5 separate regions of the Mus musculus genome follow, and all the other regions are linked to region 1. Evidence: chromatin contacts called from public ChIA-PET, HiChIP or PLAC-seq and promoter capture Hi-C data. All regions are on one chromosome and are shown on one strand. Each heading gives the region's core, a stretch centred on a gene start, on an enhancer-like site or on the middle of the called end of the contact. The rest is flanking DNA. Distances are from core to core; before and after follow the strand shown. Region 1 holds the start of Dap3 (death associated protein 3). Region 2 holds the start of She (src homology 2 domain-containing transforming protein E). Region 3 holds the start of Mef2d (myocyte enhancer factor 2D). Region 4 holds the start of Adar (adenosine deaminase, RNA-specific). Region 5 holds the start of Pmf1 (polyamine-modulated factor 1).

Region 1 (4,777 bases), core at 1,096-3,595:
CACACAGGATGCACAGACATACATGTATACAAAACACCCATATATACACACACACATACAAATAAAGAATTTTTACTACGAAGGCAGTGTGATATAGGGGAAAAGTTAGGAAACTAAAGTCTAAAGATCAAGTTACAGATTTCTTTGAACTTCAAGCTTTGCTTGGAAAAGGAAGAGTCTCCCTGTTGTAAGGGTTCAACAGGAACAGTACAGAAGTCCGTCAGTGCTCTTCAGACTAACTTTCTCTCACCTGCCCCCCACCCCAACCCCACTGTTGTTCTGAGACTGTCTCACGGAACTCAGGCTAGTCAAGACTTTGCTGCATAGCTGTGGATGACCTCCAAGTTTCCATCCTCCTGCCTCCACTTTGTGGAGTGTTGAGATTATAGCTTCAAGCTTTCTAGTCCTAGTATTTAAGTATGTGACACTGATTTTAACATTTCCATGTCCTTTGAGATAGACCCTGTAAATCAGTCGGACAGTCTGCACACATGCAAGCACACACCTATACAAAGTTGCACACAGGAAGCTACTGAAGAAAGATTCCTGCAACCCTGGGTAGACTGCATGGGCTTGGTTAGCAAAAGTAACTTCACAGCTAGTCAATTAAGGCTGATTGTCTCTTTAACTCAAAGAAGGAAACACAAAGATAATCAATCCCCAATGCATACAGCCAATAGGGAAAGGTTGGGTTATCTGAAAACCAGGTATGGGTTCATGCCTATAATCCAACCTCTAAAGAGGCTAAGACAGGATGACTGTCAGAGTTTCAGGCAAGCTTGGGCTAAAGAGTGAGACTGTCAAAACAAACAAATAAACAACCACTCAAAAGACAATTTAACCCCTATTCCAAAAAAAGACTGAATATTAATTGAATGGGTTCTGGAGATGAATGGAACGCAGTAATGTTTAAATTTCCCCTGAATCACAAAGGTAAGAATTCACAGATAAGAAAGGAAACTTAAGGTGCCATTCCTCTAAAATTTTGCTTTGCTTTTTGTGGGAGACTAAAAATGAGTAGATCAAACGTTGGGGTTTTAACATCACATGCCCTGAATTCACTCATCCAATGTCAACACGGAAACAAATACTAGCAGCCAATGAATGCCATAGGTCTGGTTTAACTAGCAATTTAGATGAATAGAACACAAACTACCAATTACACCTACAAATCTTATCAACATCAACAGCACTGTAAATGATAACAATAATACTCCGCATTTTCCCCGTACCCAGGAGCTAATTCTGCTTTACATATATGATCTCATTATTTCATACTCCAACCCTGAAGGTATATTTTGGGGTTAGCTAATTTTTACTACCAGCATCTCATAAATAACTTGGAAAAATTTGAAGGCCTAAAAGATCAAATCCAGAAATAAAATCTCAGTGCATAGTTTCATCCCCTCACACACTCAACCTGCGGGTGGCGACCCGAGGAGAGGTCTAACAACCCTTCACAGGGATCCCATATCAGATATCCTGTATATCAGATGTTTACATTAAGATTCATAACAGCAAAATTACAGTTACGAAGTAGCAACAAAACTAATTTTATGGTAGGGAGTCACCATGTGGAACTGTACTAAAGGGTCGTAGCATTAGGAAGGCTGCGCGGACCACTGCTCTAACATCAGGCTGCCAGTTGCAAACCGAGTTCGCACAATCTTTGAGAAGTGCACAAGGATCACACAAGCATCACAGAGGATAGGTACCCTCTGGGACTTTAACAAGGTTAAACTACATTAACATATTAACAGCCGTTCTGTCCGTTCATCCTCCGGTCCCAGGTCCGCAGCCCCGGGTCTGAAGGATGCCCTCTTGGAGGATCACCGACACTGCTGCCCTCATTCCCTATCTCGGGGCAGTTCAAATACACGCTCCTTTCCCTCCTTCATCATTGCATCCCCTGTGTGGCTCAGTCCCCTTACCATGAGTCCAACACTAGGACTCCTGCTCCGGTGACCCGCACACACCGCCAGCGGCTGGATCCCAGGCACCCGTCCTGCAGTTGTGAAGCAAGCTCGGGTCGTGTGGCAGGAAGCTACCCAACGCGCAGTCGCCGCGGCTGCAACCACAGCCCAGCGGAGGGGCACCGCGCCACCCGCCCCGCGGCCGGAAGCGGGCAGCAAGCCTCGGCGTCGCGGTGGCCCGTCCCAGGAGGTCCGCGCCTAGGTACCTTCGCTCGCTCTTCAAAACATTCCGGTCACCGTGGCCAGCCTCGTCTGCGCGGGCGTGCCCGCTTCTCCCCGGCCCCAGCAGGGGCGCGCAATGGAACGTCCCGCGGGGGGGATTGTGGGAGGCGCACGTTCGAGGGGTGGGGGCGAAGGCGGCGGCAGCCGTGGCTGCCGTTGGTAGCCGTGGGGGCGGGGAAGAGAGGGAGGCGAGCCGAGGAGGAGAAGGAGGAGGAGGAGGAGGAGGAGGGAGGAGGCTCGGGCTCGCGCCAAGGAAGGTACGCGTGAGGGCCGAGAGGGAGTCGGGAGCGCGCGAGCCGGAGGCCCCAGAGCGAGCGCGTCGGTGCTGGCGGCGCGGGGCGGCCGGAGGCGGTGGTTGGAGGGCGCAGCTCGCGACCAGTCCGGACCCACTCGGAAGCGTGCGGGCGGGCGTGCGCGCTGCGCGGCCGGAGTCGGGTGAGGGAGGGAGGGAGGGAGGGAGGGAGGGCGGCGGGGAGAGCGCGCGGAGGGAGGAGTGGGAGGCGGGAGGGGGGGCACGCGGCGCCCTTCGCTGGCTCGCTCGCTCCCTCCCTCCCCAGAGCCGCCGCCGCCGCCGCCGCTGCCGCCGCCGCTGCCGCTCCCGCCGCCATTTTGGGTTCGCTTTGCGGAGGGGGGAGACGATCCCGGTCTCGGTTGCCGGACCCGCCTTCTCTCGGTTTCCCCTTTCCCGACCTACGCCTTTGGCTTCTCCTCTCTCGCGTTTCCGCCGGTCCGCTTACCCGCTGGCCGCCTCCTGACAAGCGGGAAGGGTTACAGTGTGGAGCCAGGGAAGCCGAGGCGCCAGGCTGCCACCCTCTCTCTCTCCACTTGCCTGCACTCGGCGCTCTCGGCCTCGCACGGTGAGTAGTGCGGTGTGAGCAGGCCTTTGAAGGCCCCAAGTAGTCTCTCCTTGGCTACCCGGGATCCGCTGTCACCCCCCCGGACCTGGACCTCCGGGAGAGCGGGGTGAGGATGGGGGAAGGGAGAGCAGGGATAGGGATCCTGAGCTTACCGGGAAGTCCCTCTAGGCGGGGTGACGGGGTGTCCCTGACCAGCGGGCTCTTGGTTTGGGGGAGGGGGACGGGAAAGTAAGCGAGTGGAGGCGGAGTCGCTTGTGCCCCTGACAGGTTAGTTTGTGTAGTAGGCCCGATTGGAGCATCCCCCAAGATCCAGTTTATGTCTGTTTAAGTAAGGGACAAAAGTAGCAAGGGAGATGATCTTCAGCGGGTAGTTTACCTGTACAAGATCTGTGGTGTTCTCGAAAGGCGGAAATATATGCAGACATGACATAGTGATCTGAGTGTTAATAAGTTTAATAAATGTCACTGGTTAGTTTCTACTTGGAAAGAAATGTTTTGGGTCTTGAAGACCAGATGGTCTGTTGGTTTATAGCTGCTCTGTTTATATGTGTATAATTCGAGGATGGAGAGTGTTCAGGAAGAGTTTGCCTGCATTTGGGGAAGTTCCCTTTGTAAGTTAGCTTATTTAAAAACAAATGCTGGGACATGTGTTCTCTAGGTCGATAAATGTGCATGTATTTTAGCATTAGTATGATTAGTATGATAATACAGAATGCATGCTAAGATCAGGAAGGGGAGAAACTTGACATAGTCTGTGCCTTTGAATAGAGTCAGTTGTGTAAATATGAAAGCCAGACCAACATCCTCAGAGTGATCGCTATTAGGCTGAGAATAAGGGGAGATGTTTTTGACCGTGTGGATTTATAGTAGTGCATAAAGTTTTTATATTCAGAGTACTCTTTCAGTTCGTAATCCTAAAACTGTAAAAATTATAGGAGAATAGGAAATCCCGGCATAAAGAGGTACTTTTCCAAGGTCATGTGTTAAATTAGTGGCAATGTTGAGATATTTTGATTACTAATTTAGTAATGTATTGTCCATATTATCATAGTGCCTCAGGAGATTGTTATTGCCAAATACAAGTGTATTTTGAAAGTAGGTAAATATGATTGGTTAGATTATGCTTGGGAGAACTTAAAAGTGTCAAACATGTATAGAATATACACTGTCCTATATGAGATAGGTATTTGTAATTTTGTTGTGTTTACAAAGCAAGCAGACCACTTCTGACAGCTTAGTATGTATGAAAGTTCCAATGTGTTGCTGGGCAGTGGTGGCACATGTTTCTAATTCCAGCACTTGGGAGGCAGAGGCAGGTGGATTTCTGAGTTCGAGGCCAGCCTGGTCTACAGAGTTGGTTCCAGGACAGCCAGGTCTACAGGGAGAAACCCTGTCTCCCAAAACCAAATAAATAAATAAATAAATAAATAAATAAAAAGTTAAACTGCTTCCACAGCCTACTTTGTATCTGTATAGCTGTTGTTTGTTGCTGGTTGGGTTTTTTGTGTGTGTGTGTGTGGGGGGGGTGGGGGGTCAGGGGGAGGGTCAGGGGGAATAGATTAACCCTGCTAGCAGGCATTCTACCAAAGAGCCACACTCGTATTTGGGCAGCTTGACTTTATTTCTGCCAGTGACAGGATCTTTTCGGACTCATCCAACAAAATAATTGATTCCTGTCTTGGGGTAAGAATTATCAAGATCTGTTGATTAGGTTGTTGGAATAGA
Region 2 (4,777 bases), core at 1,606-4,105, 880 kb after region 1:
GCTGGCCTTGAACTCCATGCCCTCCTGCCTCTGTTTTCCAAGTTCTTGGTTTCAGACAAGTGCTCTACAGCTAGCTAATGCTCCACAGTTCTAGCTATTAGAGACGTGCAGAATAGAGCCAGCCTCCAGTGAGTGTCCAGGGTGTGGAGAGCCCTGGCATGCTACTCATGTAGTAAGATGTAGAGTCTGAAAAGGTTGACCGTTCTCAAAAAGTTAAAATAGTGAATTACCATGTGACTCGGCCATTCAAGTCTTGAGAAATTACATATATCCATGTAAGGGCTCATTTGTGAAGATTCAAAGTTTGTTTTGTTTTGTTTTTTCCAAAACAGGCTTTCTCTGTGTAGCTCCGGCTGTTTTGGAATTTGCTCTGTAGTCCAGGCTGGCCTCTCAGAGATCCACTGGCTTCTTCCTTCCCAGTGCTGGGATTAAAAGTGTGTGCCACCACCATTTGGCTTTTATAGCATCTTTCTATCAGCTAAAAAGTGGGAATGAGCCACGTGTTATCGGCTGGCACGTGGGCACCGTACAATGGAATATCACTGGACAATATAAAATGAGTGAAGCACACACATGTTCAATGGACATGGATTTCAAAGAGGGCACTCTGAGGACTGGCAGACAGAAAAGGTCCTCTGTGTGGTCCCAATGATATGAAACTTTTAGAACGGTCAAACATGTAAAAACCAAACAGATGGTGAGGCCAGACTCTGTTGTCAACTTGATTGGGTCTGGAACCAACTAAAAGGCAAGCAGTTCAGCACTCCCACGAGGAACTCTCTTGATGGTGCTAAATGTGGGTGCACCTACTGGAAGCTGCTGGCCTTTTGCCTGCATGCCTTCACTCTGTTCACAAGTCCATCCAGCCTTTGCTAGTGTTAAAACCAGCTTCTCCCAGCTTCCAGCACAGATTCAAACCATAAGCCCTCTAGGAATCCACCAGGCCTCCTGGGCCAGGCTGGGGTGATGAGATATTCAGCCTGGTAGGCTGAGCAGCTACCAGGTTCCTGGCCTCTCTGATGTGAGACAGCCACTAGAGAAACACAGGTATAATACACCGCCCATGGAGAGGGCATGAGAAGGGGCTGCTGATAAATACAAGTTTCTTTCTGGAAAGGTGATTTTTTTTTTTTAGGGTATGTGTATGAGTATTCAAGTGTGGTGGTAGACATGTTTGCAAGTGTATGCAGGCCAGAAGTCAGCCTTGAATGTCCTTCCTCATCAATGTGCACTTTGTTTTTCTGCTTCACCAGCACTGGGATTGAAAGAAAGGGTATGACTCCCACCGCTCTTCTTTGCGGGTGCAGAGGTTCATAGTCAGGCTCTCATGCTTACCTGCCAAGTATGTTATCAACTGAGCTATCTCCTCACCTCTTGGGTGGATGCCTTAAAATCAGACTACTAGTGAGACTTCAATGTATTAAAAATTCCATATTAAACAGCTGAATTTCATGGCATCTAAATTATACCTCAATTTAAGCTAAGATGCATTTCCAGCATCTGAACGGTCAAGGTGAGCTTACATTTCTTCCACCAAGTACCATCCACAAGCTGATGGTGGCTGGTGCTATCCGACCCCCGCAGCTTGTAGCTTGGGTTTTCAAACCTGCTGCATGAGACTCTGGACCACATTTAGGGCTGTTGTTGTATAATGGTATTGTTTTATCTTTTACTTTGAGGTTAGAAGACAATTTTATTAGAGTTTGAGAGAAAAATGGCAGAGCAGGAAAACTGTAAACTCTTGGTAGCTAAAAGAAGGATGGATAGGAGGAATGGAGATCAGTAATTGAAGTCTACCAAAAGCTGCATGGGGCTGAAGATGTAATTCGGTTGGTAGAGTGCTTGTCTAACATGCTCCAAGCCCGGGCTGTCATCCACAGCACCACATGAAATTCACAGTGGTGACACCCTTTGCCATCACGCAATAGTCTGAGGTCGTCTTCTAATACACCGAGGCAAGTTAGGATTCCATAGGCTGCTATTGGAGGAGTAGAAGGGAGGAGAGAAGTGGGTAGGAGAGGAGACAGAGAGGGGAAGGAGAAGGTGGGGGTGGACAGCAGCACCATAAGAGAACCAGGTCAAGCCGGCTTAGGGCTTTTGGCCTTTATCCAGAGAGAGAAAAGATACATTTTCTGTCTCAAAAGTCCGCAGGTCTACCAGTGAAGACCTGTAAACAACTGCCGGGTTTTGTGTCTGAAAGGAGAAGATTTCATTTCATGTTCATATGTAATCGTTTTTCATATTTAATCTTTTTAACAACAATAACAAAAACCTTTGAAATTGCTTTGAAGAAAGAGCGACAAGGAGAGAATCAAGTAGTGTGAGAATCAAGTAGCTGAGGCGTCTTCGCAGGAGGGCGCGGGTCGGGGACCTCCAAGCTCTTCTCCCAACAGTGCCTGGGGTTGGTGGGACCCCTCTCTGGTCCTGCAGCCAGAGCGATACCTGCGCGGCCCTCAGAGCCGCCCGGTCGAACTTCGAGCCTTCGCCCGCCGCGTCCAGCTTGGGGTTCCACGCGCCCCCGACGAACGTGCGGAACCGGAGAGCGAGGGAAGCCGCGCGGGCGCTCCCGATCCTTGTTCTCGAGCGCGACTCCTGGCCACGATCCCCGCACACGTCCCGTCTGCAGAGATGGGGGCAGTGTTGGACTCGGTGCGCACGCGGGGGCCCCGGCGCCGGCGAGGGAGGGGCGCGTCCGTCCTCCGTCCTGTGCGTCCACCGCGGGGCGGGCGCCGGGGCACTGCGGCCGCCATCGTCCCAGTTAGGGTGGGCAGGGCTGCCGGGGGCTTCCGTGGGCTCGGCCTCGCCCACCTCGGGAGGAAAGGCAGGGGAAGCCCCGGCGCCCGGCAGCCCCAAGCGGTGGAGCGCAGAGAACACGGCGGTCCGATCACTGCGCCCGTCTAGCTTCGGGCCGAGCGGGTGCCACCCTGCCAGGCGCGCGCGTCTAGCGGCCCGGAGCCTCGCGGCGGCCTCCAGCGTCCAGCCCCGGGGAATGCGGCGGCCCCCGGCCCCTGGCGCCCCACGGTGTCTCAGCTGGGCCTCCTCACTCTTCTGCTCCGCGGCCTCGACGCTCCCGGGCCCCCTGATGGCGGCGAAATGGTTCAAGGAGTTCCCGCTTACTCTGAAGACCGCGTCGGAGCGCGCCCGGCCCGGGGGCGCCGGCGGCAAGCCGCGCAAGAACTCGGAGACTGGCGGCGCGGCGCCCACCCCGGGCAAGGGCCGGAAGAACTCAGCGGCCGAGCTGGGGGCCAGCAAGGCGAGCAGCGGACCCCCAAAGGACAGTCGGCTGTCCCGGGACAGCCTGCAGGGTCTGATCCAGGCCGCTGCTGGCAAAGGCCGTAAGAACTCCCGGGTCACCGCCACCGCCACCGAGGAGGAGCCCCACCGTGGCGCGGTGACCAAGAGCGCGGGCTGCAGCACCTACATCAGTAGGCTCATCAAGGTGGACACGCAGGAGAAGAATGGGAAGAGCGCCTACCCGGGCGGTGGCAGCACCAGCAGCTCCAGCAGCTCCTCTTCCTCTGCGTCCTCTTCCCCGTCCTCCCTGGGCCCTGAGCTGGACAAGGCCAAGATAATGAGACAGCAAGACACGGTAAGAACACAGCATCTCTATCCTCCTCTCAGTTGTGGAATTGGAAGGGCTTGGGGGGGGGGGGCGGGGAAGGACGCATGGGAACCTGATGAACCCCAATATTCATTAGGCATAAGTGAAGTTGAAGATGTTTTCTAAGGCCTTCCTCTGTATTCATTCTGACTCCCAAGTGACTCTTCAAAACTCACTGGAGACCTTGACAGCAAGGTTTGTTGTGGTTGGTTTTTGTTAGTTGTTTCAAAGAGCAGTCGAAGGGAAGGGAAAGGAACTGGCCTTCCAATGGGTGTGGTGTACTGTGGTTCTTGTTTTCATGTTTGACATCGAGGGGTCTATCAAGCTAGACTTCTGTAAGGCTTACGCCGCCTGAGTATGCAAAACATCGGTAGCCCGTGAACTGTGAAGCGCAGGTTGCCCATCTTCCAGCCACTCAGTTTCAGCTGCTGTGCAAGCGGCAAAGGCTTCCATTCATTCTGTGGCTGTACTGTACATTCATTCTGTTTATTGTACTGTAGCCATATAAGTACTCGCCATGGACACTAAGGGATGTGGTGGGGGGGGGGGCACAGTCCATAGCAAGGAAATGTCTTTAAGGAAATTACAGATCAGGAGAGAAGAAGGTGTTTCCTGCACATTCGTCACCAGAGGGCTTCTGGGTCCTGTCCAGTGTGGGAAAGGTGAACCTATTCTCTCCATCCTTTTTGTTTGTTTTGTTTTGTTTTGTTTTTCAAGACAGGGTTTCTCTGTGTAGCCCTGGCTGTCCTGGAACTCACTCTGTAGAACAGGCTAGCCTCGAACTCAGAAATCCACCTGCCTCCACCTCCCAAGTGCTGGGATTAAAGGCGTGAGCCACCACTGCCCGGCTTGTAGAGCAGAGCTGGGTTTCTCTCCTGTGAGAAATGGGAGAGAGAAGAGCTCGCTCCCAGATCTTAGGCTTCAGCCTGAGCAAACCCTTCCCGGGGAAGGGATTTAAGCAAGCTGCCTCCTTAGACAGTCAGGAACTTGTGGCCCCTGTGAGGTGGCATATACTGGGCACCTCTGTTCATTTCTTCGTCCAGGCAATTACAGAGATGCTTAGTGTGTCTATCCTGTGGTGGGCACTGAGCAGAGCCATGGGGAGATGGATGTGGAAGCGGCTCACATGTAACTGGGTGGTATACCTCACTGTGCCTTAAAGCCAAGGACTGTGTG
Region 3 (4,777 bases), core at 651-3,150, 810 kb before region 1:
AAAAAAATTTTCTTCTGGCCTTGGTTATGTTTTGAGAAACAAACTGAGTTAGGTTCTCTAGCTTGGAGAGCCTCCAAGGTTGAGGCAGGTTGAACACTCCTGAGGGCTTAGCTGTCCCGGGCCCATCCTGTTTTGTTTTCCTACAAGCTGGGACCCAATGGCCTGAAGGCTGTGTTCCCAGGCCTGTTCCTAAGACGTCTTTTCCAGCAGCCCTGAATCTCTCCAGTCTCAACATTCTGCTTTTCCCGACGTCGGGAAACAGCCGGAAAAATAAACACCCTGATGACTAAACGGTTTCTCCAGCTAGAGCCTGGGGAAGCACTAAAAATAGAGGCCACAAGTGAGGGGAGGTTCCCCACGGGGAGGGCACTTTCCCATTCTGCTCCCACCATAGCCACAAGCAGGAACAAGGCTGTGTTCTCCCAGGGCTTGGGGAAGGGCAGATGCCTTCACTCAAGTCTTGGGGGCAAACCAGACTGCTCAAGGAGTACTGGCAGCTCTGTGCCCCCACCCCCCATACTACTAGGAAAACTAAGGAGCAACATTTGGGGACCATGTGTGATCCTACATAAATCAGGCTTCTGGAAGGAGGGGCAAAGTGGAAGGGTTGAAAAGGGAGGCCGAGGGACTAGAAGCCTACGTGCTTCCTGTTTAAGGAGGTACATATATGCCTCCAAGCTCTTTGCAGAATAGTCCTATTGAACTGGCCCACTATGAGCCTTTTCTGAACTCACGCAGGCCCTAAAAGGGCTCATTTTCAGCTGAGCAGCCCGTGTGGGTCATACAGTGCAACACGAGGCACTGTACTAGTCTACTGGGAACTAAACTCACACCAAATTCACAAGTTATGTACCTGGCCTTACCACCTTCAGCTTACCCAAGAGGATGGAGAGTTAAGAGATGTGCTTTGCTCTTTTCAGAAATAGTGGAAAATTTTGAACCAAAACAGTCTGACTCCGAGATTATAAATTTTCTAACCCACCACTTGTCGCCTCTTCTCATCTCTCCCACAAGAAGCCAGAACAGGGACTTTGTTCAGTAAAGCAGACCCTAGCTTGTTGAAGAACCTCTTGCTTCTGTTTTGCTAAGGCTTTGAAGTCCACGCCAGACTCTGTCATTTCCTCAAGCTCCAGGTAGAGCCAGCCGAGGACTTGTTAGTGACAGGATGCGGACAGGAAGTCTGACGGGTTAAAGGTCCAGAAGCAATGGAGCGCACAATCTTGTTGTGAAGCACTTAAAAATTCACCACGCCCAGAGGCCGTCGGGGATTTTAAAAGATTTTTTTTTTTGAGAGAGTTATATTTCTTCAAGACAAGGCTTCTGGATGTTTCCTGTGAGGCAAGGGAGGTAGTGGTTGGGGTCCCGCCCCTTTAAATTGCCCCCTCCGTAGTTAAGTGCGCTGGGGCCCGCAGGCACTAAAAGATTAGATCACCCGAGAATTATGCACTGTAGCTTTAAATGTCTGGGCGTCAACCGAGCCGGGTCAGGGGAAAGGAGGGGACCTGTCACAGGTAGAGGGAGCAGCGGAGCTCCCCAGGTAACCACGAGATAAGAGAGCGCGATCTGGCTTCGGAGCTTTGTCACACAGTAAGTGTAGGAGCTGGGGCCTACCAACACTCTTATCTCCCCAGAACTTATTTACTTAGATCCCTGCCAACTCTGGAGCTGGGGTGCTGAGGTACCCGCAGCCTCGCTCTGTCCCGCAGGCGGAGGGATCTGGGCTCCACGCGCCGTGGTCGCGCGCCCCAAAGGGGTGGGGCGCAGGCCGCGGGCAGGGGGCGGGGTTGCGTCCCAGGCCTCCCTGCCAGGCCCCGCCCCCAGCCCTGCGGGGCCCTCCCATTGGCCCCCTGCTTGTCCATCACTCTCGTCTTTTCCCCCCCTCCCATCTCGCAAGCTAGGCTGCGCGGTGCCTACGTCGGCCTCGAGTCTGGGGCTGGAGGAGTTGCCTTTGGAGCCCGAAAGGAGGAAGGAAGCAAAATATCAACAACCGTCGAGGCGGCTTGGGCGCTCGGCTGCGTGCCTGCCGCCCGCCGCCGCCGCCCCCGCGCGCACCAGGGGGTCCCGGCCCTGTGGCGCCGCCCAGGCCGCGTGGACGCGGCGCCTTCGCTGTTTCCCGTCGGAGCTGCGGCTTCGCGTAACCGAGGATTCGGCGGACCGGGCCGAGGCTCCGGGCGCCGTGACACCCCGTCCCCCCCACGGGCTGGTGAGTCACGACGCGCGTCGGCCCCTTTAAGAACCCCTCCCCCACGCCGCGCGGCCGGGCTCAGGGTGGTCTGGAGCGCGAGGGGTGTACGGGCGCCCTGGCACGAGCGTCCCGGTCCGGGCGGGGCGACGGAGGCAGTGTTGGTGCTGGGGTGTCTGCTGTGACAGCCGCGCCTGGTACCCGAGCCCCCGTCGCCTCGCGCCTTGGCGGGCGCAACGCACGTGGCTCCGGCCGCGATTTCGCGCCCGTGGGGGCCCCCTTGGTCGGGCGTGTCAGCAACGCCGGCTGGAGAACCCCTGGACAGTAGTTTGCAGCTGTTAACACCTGGCAGGACCTCTCCAGGCCTTTCTCTTGGACGGTGCGGTGCGGGCCGAGTCAGTGCGAGTGGGGTTCGAGTGGTGAGGCTGGCCCAAGGGACTACTGTGCTCCCGGCCTCCCACCTCAGAGATGGGGCAGGGAGGCCTCCCAGAGATTCCATCGAGCCCTCGGGGTTCCCAGTGGCCCTGGACTACCCAGCTTGTCCTGAGTGCCAGTTCTGCCTACGACTGACCGGCACATTGGGGCCAGGCTAGGGGAGTACAGTGGGTGGATCCCGTTCCCTCCTGCCCTACCCGTGTGAGTTTCCTCCGAGGCCTGTTTGGCTGTGTGAGTGGTGGATCTTACCCCTCCCCCTAGCCCTCAGTGGGTCTGAGCTGCCTGACTGTGGGAAGTTTGCCGTCTGGGACGGTGACCTTGGGCTGCTCTGGCCGGATCTCGGAGAGGAGCCTACTGAGTGCGCTTGGCCTTGGGAGCTGTCCACCTTCTGTTCGTCTCCCTGTATCCGCGGTAGGTATCCGCCGAGGGGAGCATTGGCGAGTTACCTGACAGTGTTCTCAGACACCCAGCTTCTGGCCTCTGGCCACCGAGCCCCAGTGCTCAGCCTGGCTGTCCCAACTCCCATGGCCTTGCCTGTGAATGAATTTCCTTCCTGCGTCTTCCAGGATGGGGGTGGGGTGGGATGATTGTGGGAGTGGCTGAGAACCTTGTTATGTAGGGTGGTTGGGGAATTCTGGAGCTTCTGTAGAGCACTTTTCCCATATACCCCAGAAATGGACACTGAGGCTTTGGGATTTCAGTGGTCATGTTCTTTGTTTGTGACTGCTGTGCCCTTCATACATAGACCCTGTGTGTGACTGCTGCGTGTACTTTTAGGGAGTCAGGAGCTTTCATTCATTCCCATACTTACCAAAGTGGTAGAGCATTTTACTTAAGGTCACACTTCAGCTTTTGTATCAGACTTATGTCTTCCCTCTTTCTGCCATATATTTCATGTAGGGAGAGACTCTAAAGATTAAGAATAAAGACACAACAAGCCTTGCTCATGCAGGCGTGAGCCTAGAGAAGAAACAGGACCCAGACAGAAAGTATGGGAAGCCTCGTGTTGGGGGATGGGCACAGGGCTTGTGCTGCCTCTGCTAAGCCCAGTGGCTGGAACAGGGTGTGGGGGACTTGGACAGGAGGCAGGTGCAGGTTGCCCATCCCCCTCTGTGTGGTGATATGGGGCTGGAGGGCCCCAGCTCTCTGCTCTGGCTCTCTAGCTTCTAGTGCACCTCCTAGGCTGGGCGATGTGACAGGCTGGCTGGCTGCCGTTATATAATCTCTCTCCAGCAGGTTTTTTTCTTTCTTCTCCTGGTCTTCCTTGGTGGTGTGTTGAAAGGTAGAGGCAGTCTCTCCAGGTTGGGAGCTGGACCGGGGGATGGGTTTAAGTTCACTGAGGCCCTGCTCTGACCCTGCTCTGGAAAGGGGCCTATGCTGCAGCATCCTTGGCCCTTATGTCCTTGGCCTGGAGGTCTGTCCATCTTCCTAGCTTTATCTTCTGTGCCAACTGAGTTTCCTGTTCTCCATGGTTTTTCTGGCCTAGCACAGGTCCACACTAGAGTTGAGTTGGTAGGCTGGCTTTTTTCTTTGTTGCCTCCACTTCTCTGTCCCCTACCTAGACAATTGTGTGGCCTACAGAAGAGCTGCAGACAAGGGGGACACTATGAGTCACAAGTACAGTTGGTGTTGTCCAGGTTCCCTAATGGGGCTGATGATCTGAGGCAGGCCCAAAGCCATCGGCCAGGGTCAGATCTAGGGCTGTGGATCTGTGGTGGTGGGCTCTCCCCAAACCTTGAGACCTTGGCCAGGACACCTGGCCTGAGAAAATTATCTCCCTTTACAGGGAAGTGGGAAGGAGGAATGGTCGCATGCCGCACAGCCTCCGCATCGCTGTAATCACTGGTGGCTTTTATGGGGCCAGAGTCCAGCTAACCCTCTCTGTCCTCCTGTCCTAGTTTGGTGACTTACTCATTGGGGAGGGGGTGGCATTAGCTGCTAGAAGCTGTGCTATATAAGCAGACATCTGGCTGTGTGGTGGCTGACATTGTCTACACAGTTAAGAGAAGGCTGGATGGAGCCTGGATATCAGAACTTCCATTGAAACCAGGTTAGGGAAAAGATAGCTTTTAACTTGGCCAGGAAAAAGAGGGGAATCTCAGGCATTCTCCAGTGACTCTGCTAAAAAGGCTGTTGACCTTTGGCCTAGTGGGCCGGTGC
Region 4 (4,777 bases), core at 1,307-3,806, 780 kb after region 1:
GATGAGAATCCCTTACCTTGAGTCCTAACTCAGAGGGGCCCAGATGTGGGCCAATAGCTGAGTCTCTACTGGCCAGAGCCACCCCAGCAGCTGACCAAGTACTACTCACAGGACTGAGCTTGCATAGGACAAACAGCTTGAGTACCAGACAGGATTTAATACATAGAGCCATAGGGTTTAGAGAGTTATTTTGTGGGCTGCCCATGAAGCTAAATGTGCGTGATGTGCACTCGGAATGGTCTATACAGGACTGTTAGCTGTTGTTCTGACAGTTGTTTTGGCATTGTCGTTAATATTATAACTTTATTATGTAACCACTAACCTTACTGGCATACACGTCTTTTCCTTTCATTTACTGGAGAACTCTGACTCAGTAATAAAAGGATGTCCCTTCTTCTGGAGACCTCTTTTTTGGGGGGAAGGGGGACAGCTACCCAAAACAGTTCTTGCTTTCTAGTAATTTCAAAATTAGAAGCCCTTGGAAGGGAGAGACAGAATTATAAGGGCTCAGAGTCAGTCAGCCTTAGCTGTATATTGGAGGAGTTTTAGGTGACCCTGAACTGTATGAGACCCTGTCTCAAAAACAAAACAAAACCAAAAGCTGGTTGTGGCTATCAACATCTGTAGAACATCTCTCAGGGTCGGTATAGCTAGGTGATACATCATTCTTTTGTCTCCTGAAAGCCTCCCAGATTATTTGAGCAAGTTAGACTGCTGGGGAAGGCCCTGTGAGTTTAGAAAATGAATGTTTCGGGGCTGGAGAGATGGCTCAGTGGTTAAGAGCACTGACTGCTCTTTCAGAGATCTTGAGTTCAATTCCCACCAACTACATGGTGGCTCACAACATCTGTAATGGAATCTGGTGCCCTCTTCTGGGGTGTCTGAAGATAGCTACAGTGTATTCCTATACATAAAATAAATAAATCTTCCTGGCCTGCAAGCGCCAAGGGGGAGGTTGTGATACCTTATTTTAGACACAACTGAGTTAGTTATTTGGGTGGTGACTAAGGAGTAGCCCTCTGAATTGGAACCTGGCAGGAGGCTCCCAAGCTCCTAGGGAAGTAAGCTGCTTGTGACAGGACTGTCACCTGTTTGTTCCCAAGGCCCTCCAGTTGAGGGGAAAACCTGGAAAAGGTAAACAGCCCCAGGTTGCAGTGGAGGTGCCACCTAGTGAGGCTGGGAGAGTTAGGACAGTTATCAAGGGAGCGAGACAAAGTTTAGGAATGAGACTGTCTGCGGGTCCTCAGTGGATCATTAGCCCCCAGAACATTCCTTCCATTTAGAATGCCTTGGACTTGAACCTGTCTTGTGCAATACATGATTGACCTTGGTTTTGCTTGGTTTGGGACAGGAGGTCTTCTTTCAGTATTGTTACATTGTTTCCCATCTGCTGCATTTGGCTGTGGTTTTTACTTCAATTGCTGTGTAATATCCTAAGGTGGGAACATCTGCTTATTTTAGTTTGATTGCTTTCAGTGTTGTGTAGCTTATCCTGCTAAATGCATATAATGGTTAAACCATGGGGTGTGTTTCTAAGTAATGACTTCCTGCAGTGACTGGGGTTGCTCCTTCTTGGTCCTCCTATGTGCTAGTTAATGGTGCCACACTGGTGAGTGGACAAGAACACCTACTCACTGTGACCTTTCCTGAGTTTCCCTGATGGCACAAGATTGAGCTCTTTTCCTGTGTTGATTGCCATTTTTTATCCCCCCCCCCCCAAGTTTCTGTTCCGCAAATTGTTTTACTTAGAGTGCACTATTATCCACTCACCTATGACTGTCTGGGACTCACTGTGCAGGGGATATAGGCGAGAACAGCCCTGCCCACTGGAGTGCCCCCGGGAGCACTGAAGGCAGGCAGCTATACCAAACAGGGAGGACATGATTGGGAGTGACTTTTGAGCCATCCATCTTGCCCAGACTGCTACATGCTGGGGCTTCTACTTACACTGTGTGTGCTGCTGGGTGCTGACGTTGTAGCATACACTAGATGCCCAGACTGCCATATGCTGGCCTACTTGCACCATGTGCTGGGTGCTGACACTGGTACAAACGCATCAGGTACCCAGGGATATGGAAGTGGAATTCCTCTGAAGTCTCAAAAACAAAACAAGGAAAGGGGGAGGAACATTCTAGGCTAAAGAACAGAATACGTGAAGGTAAAGAATTTTATCTACAAAAAGATAGGAAGTTTGGAGCAGCCAACAGGGGGAATGAAGGACAGGCTAGTGGGGACAGGGCATTGGCCAATGGTCACTCTAGGAGTGGACAGACTTGTAAATCTCGCAAGCAGTAGGGATTAAACACGGAAAAGGAACTTCCTCACAGGGCGGAGAGGGCGCTGTTGAGTGAAGCTTTCCAAAATACCGTGAACAAAAATAAGCTTGTCAGTGAAGTAAATAGCTCCCAAGCTCTCAGAGAACGTATATAGTGCCCTGCTAGTGGAGGTGGAGTGGTGAGGAAGGCGGTGGGCGTGGACTACGGCGGCCCAGCCCTTATGGTGGGCAGGATGCTGCTGCTCGGCTACCGGGAGCAAACCCCTCCCTCCTCTTGGCCCAACAGTTGGGCGGGGAAGCCTTTTCAAGGAAACGAAAGTGAACTCTGGGGAGCCAGCCATCTTACGGCCACAGGTGCGGGCCTTGCCGGCACTATGTCTCAAGGGTTCAGGGGACCCACAGGTAAGCCCGCGGGGTCTGCACCCTCATATCTGGCTCGCGTAGTGTGAATTACGAGGGTCACGTTCTCCTTCTCAAGCCGAACTGCCAGCCCTTCTGGGGATTTCTGTTCAGTTAGTTCTTGTAGCTTTGAGCAGTCTCAGGAAGGAGGCTGGTCAGAAGATAGACCAGCGTCTAAGCCAGACAAGGACCCAGGCCGGGGCAGACACCCCTTCTCTTTCTGCTAAGACCCCTGATGCCTTGCTGAGCCGCTATAGCCCAACATGAGCAACTTTTCTCATGATCCTCTTTGCTTTTTCAACTTCCTGAGAAATTTAAATTATCTCAACTAACCAGCAGGGGGAAGTCTTTTGCTTTATGGCCAAGAAGGGTGTCTTTCTGTAGCGCACTGGGTAAGCTTCGTGGAATTCTACTTAGCACTAAAATGAACTTGTGATGTCGTACATGAGCCCCAGCTGCAACGTTCTGAACAGAAAAACCCAGATTCCGAGGATTCATGCTGTGCACAGCACTGGATCTGTCATTCTGGAAAGCAGCGGGGATGGAAACTGACCCTGTGGTGGGATTAGGACTGTTCCTTGCCTTGGTTTGACCATGCTGGTTTGTTTGCTTTTGAGGCAGTTTCTACTTGTCTTGTGTTGCCTTGATTGCCCTTGAGCAAGCCACCAGTCTTTTCTCCCTAGAGCTGGAATTGCAGGCATGTCCCACCCAGGTTTATCCTTCAAAATTTTAAAAAGCTATATGGGATGTACCAATAGCCTCACACTTGATAAGCAAATGCTCTACTACTGTGTGTGTGTGTGTGTGTGTGTGTGTGTGTTGTAATTTGGGGGGTATGATGGTACTCATGAGGCAGAGGCAGGTATTTCTGAGTCCCAGGCCAGCCAAAGCTGTGTAGATGGCCTCAAAAACACAAACCAAAAAAACCCTACTCCAACAACCAACTTTTAATGTTGCAGATGTACAGGCACACTTGTACTTCTTTCTACGACAAAGGACAGCCTCGGAACTGGGCCCTCAGGCTTCCAGGAATTTTTCTTCTTGGTCCCCTATACCCTCAAGTGTCTCACAATTACTGATTTTTATACCACACTGTGTTTTGTTTTGTTTTTCTTGGGTTCTGGAGATTCAGATTCAGGTCCTTAAGATTGTGTGGCAAACGCTTTACTCACTGAGTCATCTCCCCAGCTCTTAATGGTGTGTGTGTGTGTGTGTGTGTGTGTGTGTGTGTGTCTACCTTCCCTCAAAATATTGCAGGCATCTGACTTGAAGGAAAGCACTTTTTACATATACTACAGTATGCACCTATGGATCATAGATGGTAAAGACAAAGGACTTATCTGTTGGTCCTAGAGATGGAAGGCAGGATTAGAATGGTGTTTGAAGAGCCATGTTTGATATTATATGTTAGGATGGTAAGATTGCCAGTCACGACAGAAGGCTGTGGCCCAGCTCCTGTAGCCTTCAGGCGAGTCAGGAAGGCTGTGAGCCACGTCAGAGATAGCACTACATGTTCTGTTTCCTTCTCTGGTCCTACCTCCCCGAAATAACTGAGTAAATTCCTTAGTTTCATTTCTTCTGTGCCTATTCTAGTGTTTGTGCATATATGAACTCACTCTCTCTCTCTCTCTCTCTCTCTCTCTCTCTCTCCCTTCTCTTCCCCCCCCCCCCAAACCAGGTTTTTTCTTTTCAACAGAAGAAAGCTTAACTTACATGTACTCTACCATTTACACTTTTCACATATACAAATTTTTTGTAGTAAAAATGCAAATGTATCCAACACAGATGTTCAGAAATTGTGACTAATGTTCCACAGTGTGAGGCTGTTATAACTTATTCAACTACTTTGTAGCTACGCACATATATTTCCCAGATTTTGTCTGAAAATAGCCATTTAAATCAAGAATGTAGTTAGGGCTGGAGAGATGGCTCAGCAGATAAGAACAGTGGCTACTATTGTGTCACATTGTCCAGTTCTGGGGGGAGGTAGGGTCTCTGCCTTCTGTGGACACCAGACACACATGTGGTGGACAGACATAAATGCAGGCAAAGCACCTATACACATAAAAATAAAATAAGTGTAAGAAAAGTAATTTATCTAGA
Region 5 (4,777 bases), core at 1,129-3,628, 540 kb before region 1:
TGGGCAAAGATGCAGTTGTCATGGGAACGGTTGGAAGACTGACTGGTACCTGGCCCTGTCCTAAGCATTCTAGGTGAGTTAGCTTATCAAGTCCTCACAGGATCCTTGTGATGACCATCCATTACCATCATCCCCAATACTCAGATGACCAAGAACTGGTAGACAGAAGCTTGTCCAAGGCCGCTCAGCTGGGATGTGATGAAGCCAGCTAGAATGTACACTCCACCATTCAGAGAAGGGAGAACCCAAGAATCTGAACTATAGAAGGGCCAAAGGGATTGAAGCAGAGACTAAGACCTGCACAGGTTGACTCAAAAGGACGGACTTGGGAGGTAAGACTAAGATGACGCAGCCTGACGAAGGCAGAAACCGTGAAGACAGAGTAAGAGGAGATCTGGACAGGCAGATCTGCACTCAGACATGAATTCTCACCACGACCAATTACCTGAACCTGCAGAGTGGGTAGGGAGTTTCTATGGCTCATACATAAAACTACTCTTTCTGTGTAGTACTGTTTCCTGAATGCCAACCAGCTTTGCTATTTCTGAGCCTGGAGGTAGAGCCCCAGGCCTCCCAGCAGCTCCATCACTGAGCCCTACCTACCACTGAGTCCCATCGCCCTCACCTCCTTGCCTTTCTTTAGTTTAAAATGCCAGCAACTGAGGCACAATTGATGTTCGCTCTTTCCTTGGGCTTAACATAACTATATAAATCACACCCTGCCTAGAGCATCCCAGGCCATAGCACTGGATCAGGATATGGTAAGACCTTAGCCCCTCAGCCTCATGGGACCCACTCCTCTGTAACAAGCTGCTGGCTGCACTGTGTCCTGGTGGGAGACCTGGCTTCTCTCTGAATAGTACTAACTGGCCTTTACCCTGGGCTCCACTAATACCACCAACCCAGTCTCTTCTGGCAGGTTCAAATGTCACAAGACACAGAAAAGGAATCCCTTGCTTGCTGCAGCTAAAGAGAAAGACTGTTTCAGAAGGTCCAGGAGACTGCCAGGACCAAAAAAAAAAAGATTTCGCTTTTGGAGAGACAAGGCAGGGGAGTGCAGATAGCAGGGCCATGTGCGACTGCATCTTTATATTGTGAAACCTAAGATTGGCACTTCTGGCAGTTGGGCCTTAGCCAGGCCAACGAAAAGGACAGCAGGGCAAGAATTTGAGGTCCACCTGAAGCCAGCATGTCCAGTCTTCCTCTAGTCACTGTGGAAGTCACTAGAGCTCTGCTGGCTGGAGCGGGAAGGCATGGGAGGTGGCGAGCACTGAGCCTATAGTCTTTTTTTTTTGAGACAAGGTTTCTCTGTAGCCCTGGCTGTCCTGGAACTCACTCTGTAGACCAGGCTGGCCTCAAATTCAGAAATCCGCCTGCCTCTCCCTCCCAAGTGCTGGGGTTAAAGGCTTGCGCCACCACTGCCCGGCTAACATTCCTTTTTTTAAAATGTTAATTTGATTCGGTCATGTTTATGTCTAGGTATTTTGCCTGCACGTATGTATTTGCACCATGTACATGCTTAATGCCCACCAGAATAGTGTCAGATCCCCTGGAAGTGGAGTTACAAGTGGGTGTGAACCACCATGTAGGTGCGCTGCAAGATCTGCAAGATCAACGAGTGCTCTTACCACTGAGCCCAGGACATTCCTGGTTATGAGGCCTGGCACACCAGCCTGTAAGGACAGCCACTCATTTCTGAGTTCGAGACCAGCTTGGTCTACAGAGTGAGTTCCAGGACAGCCAGGGCTACAGAGAAATCCTTTCTCAAAAAAAAAAAAAAAAAAAGACTGCAAGCTCAGTGCTTGCCACCTCCCGCGCGCTCCAGCCAGCAGAGCTCTGCGCTCATCTGGCGCCCTGGCGCGTTAGGTCTACGTAAGCAGATGACCTCTGGGGAAGGACGTCGGCTGCCCTAAGGCTGCCGCGGGCCCCAGGCTGCTGCCTTGCGGGACGGTGGAGAAGACAGCAACTGCAATCCGACCTTCCCTCTACTCCTCCGCAAACCGCGGCGAGAGGTTTCAGGGGAGCAGCCCTGCTCCACCGCGGCGGGTCGCCCACGTGACTGCGCCAAGCGTATCTCGCGGGACTTACGATCCTGCGACAGACCTCCCGCCACCTCTCCCCATTGGTCGCCACCTACCTCCTGTCGGCGACTAGCTTCTGGAGGAAAGTGTCTACTATGGCGTCCAGGAGTTTCACCCTGGGGATGGTCGCGTCCCCTGGCACAGCTTCCGGAGAGGAGCCCTCAGGCCCCCTTTCCGCAGCCTCGCTATCTCGGCTCACCTCAGCCATGTTGAAATTGAACCGCCAAAATAAACTGGCCCTGCAGCTCCTCCCAACAGGACCTCCGATTGGAGGCCGCGGAATGCCCGTCACGGAGCCGGATGGGGCGGGGCAGTGGCCGAGGACGAGGAATTAGTTCTCAGCTCCGGGGGGAGGGAGGGGGGGAAGGGCAGAAAACAAAACCCAAAAGCCAGAGTTTAGGGGCTCAATAAAAACTTTTAATTACATTTCAAAGATCTCATACAGTGCAACAGTGAATATTCGCAGCTAATCTCCTCGAGTCCATTTCTAGCTAATGCTGAATGTGCATTCTTTCCCATGTGCCTCTATCCAGCCCTCCTGTCTTGCCGAGTTTCTAATTTGTGTGTTGACCAATGGGTCAACATTTCTAGCTGTTTTGGTCTCCAGTTTTGGAAAAATGGCCGCCCACTGGCTCATCTTCACCAAGGCCAATCCCAGACCCTGACCTTGGGAGAGTAGGAGTTCCGACACGGGGGTGCCTTTTACCTTTATATCCAAGGTCCTTTCAAACACAAGGGGAAAGAAGGAAAGGGAGATAGGACAAGAAAGGGAGAGGCTTAAACACCGGACAAGAAAAGTCGGGAAGGAGTAACCTAAGGTATGAAAGGTGGGAGGAACCTATGTCCACACTCTGCCCCGTTAGGAAAGACCAAAGAGCAGAGCTGTCCAATCACAAAGGTCTTGATAGTGAAAGCCTGAGAGGGGCCCTTGCTCCACTGTATTGATAGGTCTTAAGGTAGAGGTGAGGAGCGAAAGGATTTAAAATGATCTGTGGGCTTCACCCTTCAGATGACTATGGGCAAGATTGAAGGGCTCTCTCAATAAAGTGCAGGAAGTGGGGCCTGGCGGCGTCCTGTAAACCTGGAACTTAGGAGGTGGAGGAAGATGAAGAGTTCTAGGCTACCCTCTGCTACATAATGAATTCAAACCCAGCCTGGGATATATGAGACCCTGTCTCAAAAAACAAACCAAAATGCTGAGACATTAGTAGAGGGCTCAGAAGGAAACAAATACAGACTACAGCGAGTAGTAGGAGGTGTGTGTGTGGAGACTGGGTCAAGTCAGGATGGAAGAATGTGGAGCAGCCGTGAGAAACATGAAGGCTTCAGTTAGCACCTTCCAATTTGGCACCATGGCATTTCCCAAGCATCTCCCAGGCTGAAGAGCAAGATCTGCCTGCTTTCTTCCCTCCCATTCCTGGATGTGCCTCTCTGCCACCAACACAGGCTCAGTAGAGGCAGGGAAGAGGGACGCTCCTGAGGAAAGCATCAATGGTTTTGGCAGTAAGAGGCTGGTAACCAGGTGGACCTGGCCTTGGGTGCCTTCCTGACTGTATTTTTTTTTTTTTTCTGTTGCCAGCACAGGGTACCATGACTGGGATGATACTTCACAACCAAGGACAAGAAAAAAAAGGATAGTTCATATTCCAGAGTCCCACTGTGAGACACCTGTTGCTATTCATCTGGGTGGCAGGTGTGCCTGTGGCACTGCTGCCTCGGGCTCAGAACCTCCGTTGTACCTCCAGGGCTTGGCTCAGCTGGCCTGAGGAGATAAGAGTGAGGAACACACATCCAAGCCAGTGGCTCTTTCCCAACCTGGCTTCAGGGCAAAGTTCCAAGGACAGTGTTCTCTAGTAAGTCTGACCCACTTATAACTATGCCCCTCTACTGTAGTCACCTGGGCCAATGAAGGCCAGCAGCTCATGCGGTTCCCGGGCCTGAGGGACAGGGAAGGGGGATAAAGAATTGGGATCTGTGTCACAGTTTTCCACTTCTCCAAGGAGTGGGGTCTGACAGCAGACTGAGCTATGAGGGTGAGTTGGCTCATTCACAGATGTTCAGCTACACATAGGAAGCCTTAGCATTCCTCCCTCCTAGTAACTCCCCTAGAAGATGAACGCCCTGCAGAGTGTGTGCTGCTCCGATTTGTCCCCCCAAAGGCAGGACAAAGCAGTGAACAACTCAGGTCCCAAATTTAAAATAAGCAGGCATAAAAAAATAAATAGACCCCAGGCAGCTACTCAGAGCCTTGGCCTGAGGCTCGAGAAGAAGCAGGGGACAAGCAAACGAGGAGCAGCTCTTCTCCAGGCCTGAGGGAAGGTCAGAGAGGGGTGCCAGAGGGGCTAACGGGGTCCTGTGGCCATGACTGAGTATAAGGACCGAGTGAGGGGCCCAGATCTGCAGGGGAAATCAAATGATGGGGATGAGGGAAGCCAGGCACAGAACCTCTGCAGAAGGAGCAGTCCAAAGTCTCCTCTCTTATCCCTGACAGACAACCTGGAGCAGGATGGGTGTGTGGTGGTGGTATTCACAGGGTCAGTTATCCTCTCTGCTCTGCCCTGGCCCAGAGTAATGTGTGAAACCACAGCCTCTCCATCCACCGCTCTCTACCAGTGTCTCGAGTCCACCAGCTCAGGTCGCAGGCTGAGCTTCTTGAGGCTCTCGTAGCCCACCACGATGACGATGGTGGAGGGTGT

Evidence for each region. Promoter capture Hi-C pulls out the DNA fragments that hold promoters and counts their contacts. ChIA-PET counts read pairs in DNA pulled down with a chosen protein or histone mark. HiChIP or PLAC-seq counts read pairs in DNA pulled down with a chosen protein or histone mark.
Region 2: an H3K4me3 HiChIP or PLAC-seq map of bone marrow-derived macrophages shows a contact between it and region 1, with 4 times the contacts expected there. The contact joins the promoter of She here to the promoter of Dap3 in region 1. A contact is called at or near these places in 1 of 39 promoter capture datasets (pre-B cells) and 2 of 115 datasets of contacts at active chromatin or transcription factors (astrocytes and bone marrow-derived macrophages).
Region 3: a contact with region 1 is called in an RNA polymerase II ChIA-PET map of memory CD8 T cells, with 10 read pairs. The contact joins the promoter of Mef2d here to the promoter of Dap3 in region 1. A contact is called at or near these places in 1 of 39 promoter capture datasets (liver) and 1 of 115 datasets of contacts at active chromatin or transcription factors (memory CD8 T cells).
Region 4: a contact with region 1 is called in a promoter capture Hi-C map of pre-B cells, with 2.1 times the contacts expected there. The contact joins the promoter of Adar here to the promoter of Dap3 in region 1. A contact is called at or near these places in 2 of 39 promoter capture datasets (liver and pre-B cells), 1 of 484 Hi-C or Micro-C datasets (B cells) and 2 of 115 datasets of contacts at active chromatin or transcription factors (bone marrow-derived macrophages and memory CD8 T cells).
Region 5: a contact with region 1 is called in a promoter capture Hi-C map of liver, with 2.3 times the contacts expected there. The contact joins the promoter of Pmf1 here to the promoter of Dap3 in region 1. A contact is called at or near these places in 3 of 39 promoter capture datasets (erythroid cells, hematopoietic stem and progenitor cells and liver), 1 of 484 Hi-C or Micro-C datasets (natural killer cells) and 3 of 115 datasets of contacts at active chromatin or transcription factors (bone marrow-derived macrophages, microglia and regulatory T cell precursor).

Annotation. Positions count from the first base shown.
Region 1 is chr3:88,947,937-88,952,713 of GRCm38.p6, forward strand. Dap3 (death associated protein 3) reads right to left here and starts at 2,346. Exons shown (of 13, transcript NM_022994.3): 1 at 1,932-2,346. The coding sequence starts at 1,934. It also overlaps a transcript of Ash1l not described here.
Region 2 is chr3:89,828,515-89,833,291 of GRCm38.p6, forward strand. It overlaps She (src homology 2 domain-containing transforming protein E), which reads left to right and starts at 2,856. Exons shown (of 6, transcript NM_172530.3): 1 at 2,856-3,589. The coding sequence starts at 2,990.
Region 3 is chr3:88,140,472-88,145,248 of GRCm38.p6, forward strand. Mef2d (myocyte enhancer factor 2D) reads left to right here and starts at 1,901. Exons shown (of 12, transcript NM_001310587.1): 1 at 1,901-2,203.
Region 4 is chr3:89,728,162-89,732,938 of GRCm38.p6, forward strand. Adar (adenosine deaminase, RNA-specific) reads left to right here and starts at 2,557. Exons shown (of 15, transcript NM_001146296.1): 1 at 2,557-2,677. The coding sequence starts at 2,650.
Region 5 is chr3:88,408,019-88,412,795 of GRCm38.p6, forward strand. It overlaps Pmf1 (polyamine-modulated factor 1), which reads right to left and starts at 2,379. Exons shown (of 5, transcript NM_025928.4): 1 at 2,138-2,379. The coding sequence starts at 2,289. Slc25a44 (solute carrier family 25, member 44) reads right to left here. Exons shown (of 4, transcript NM_178696.5): 4 at 2,476-4,777. The coding sequence ends at 4,688.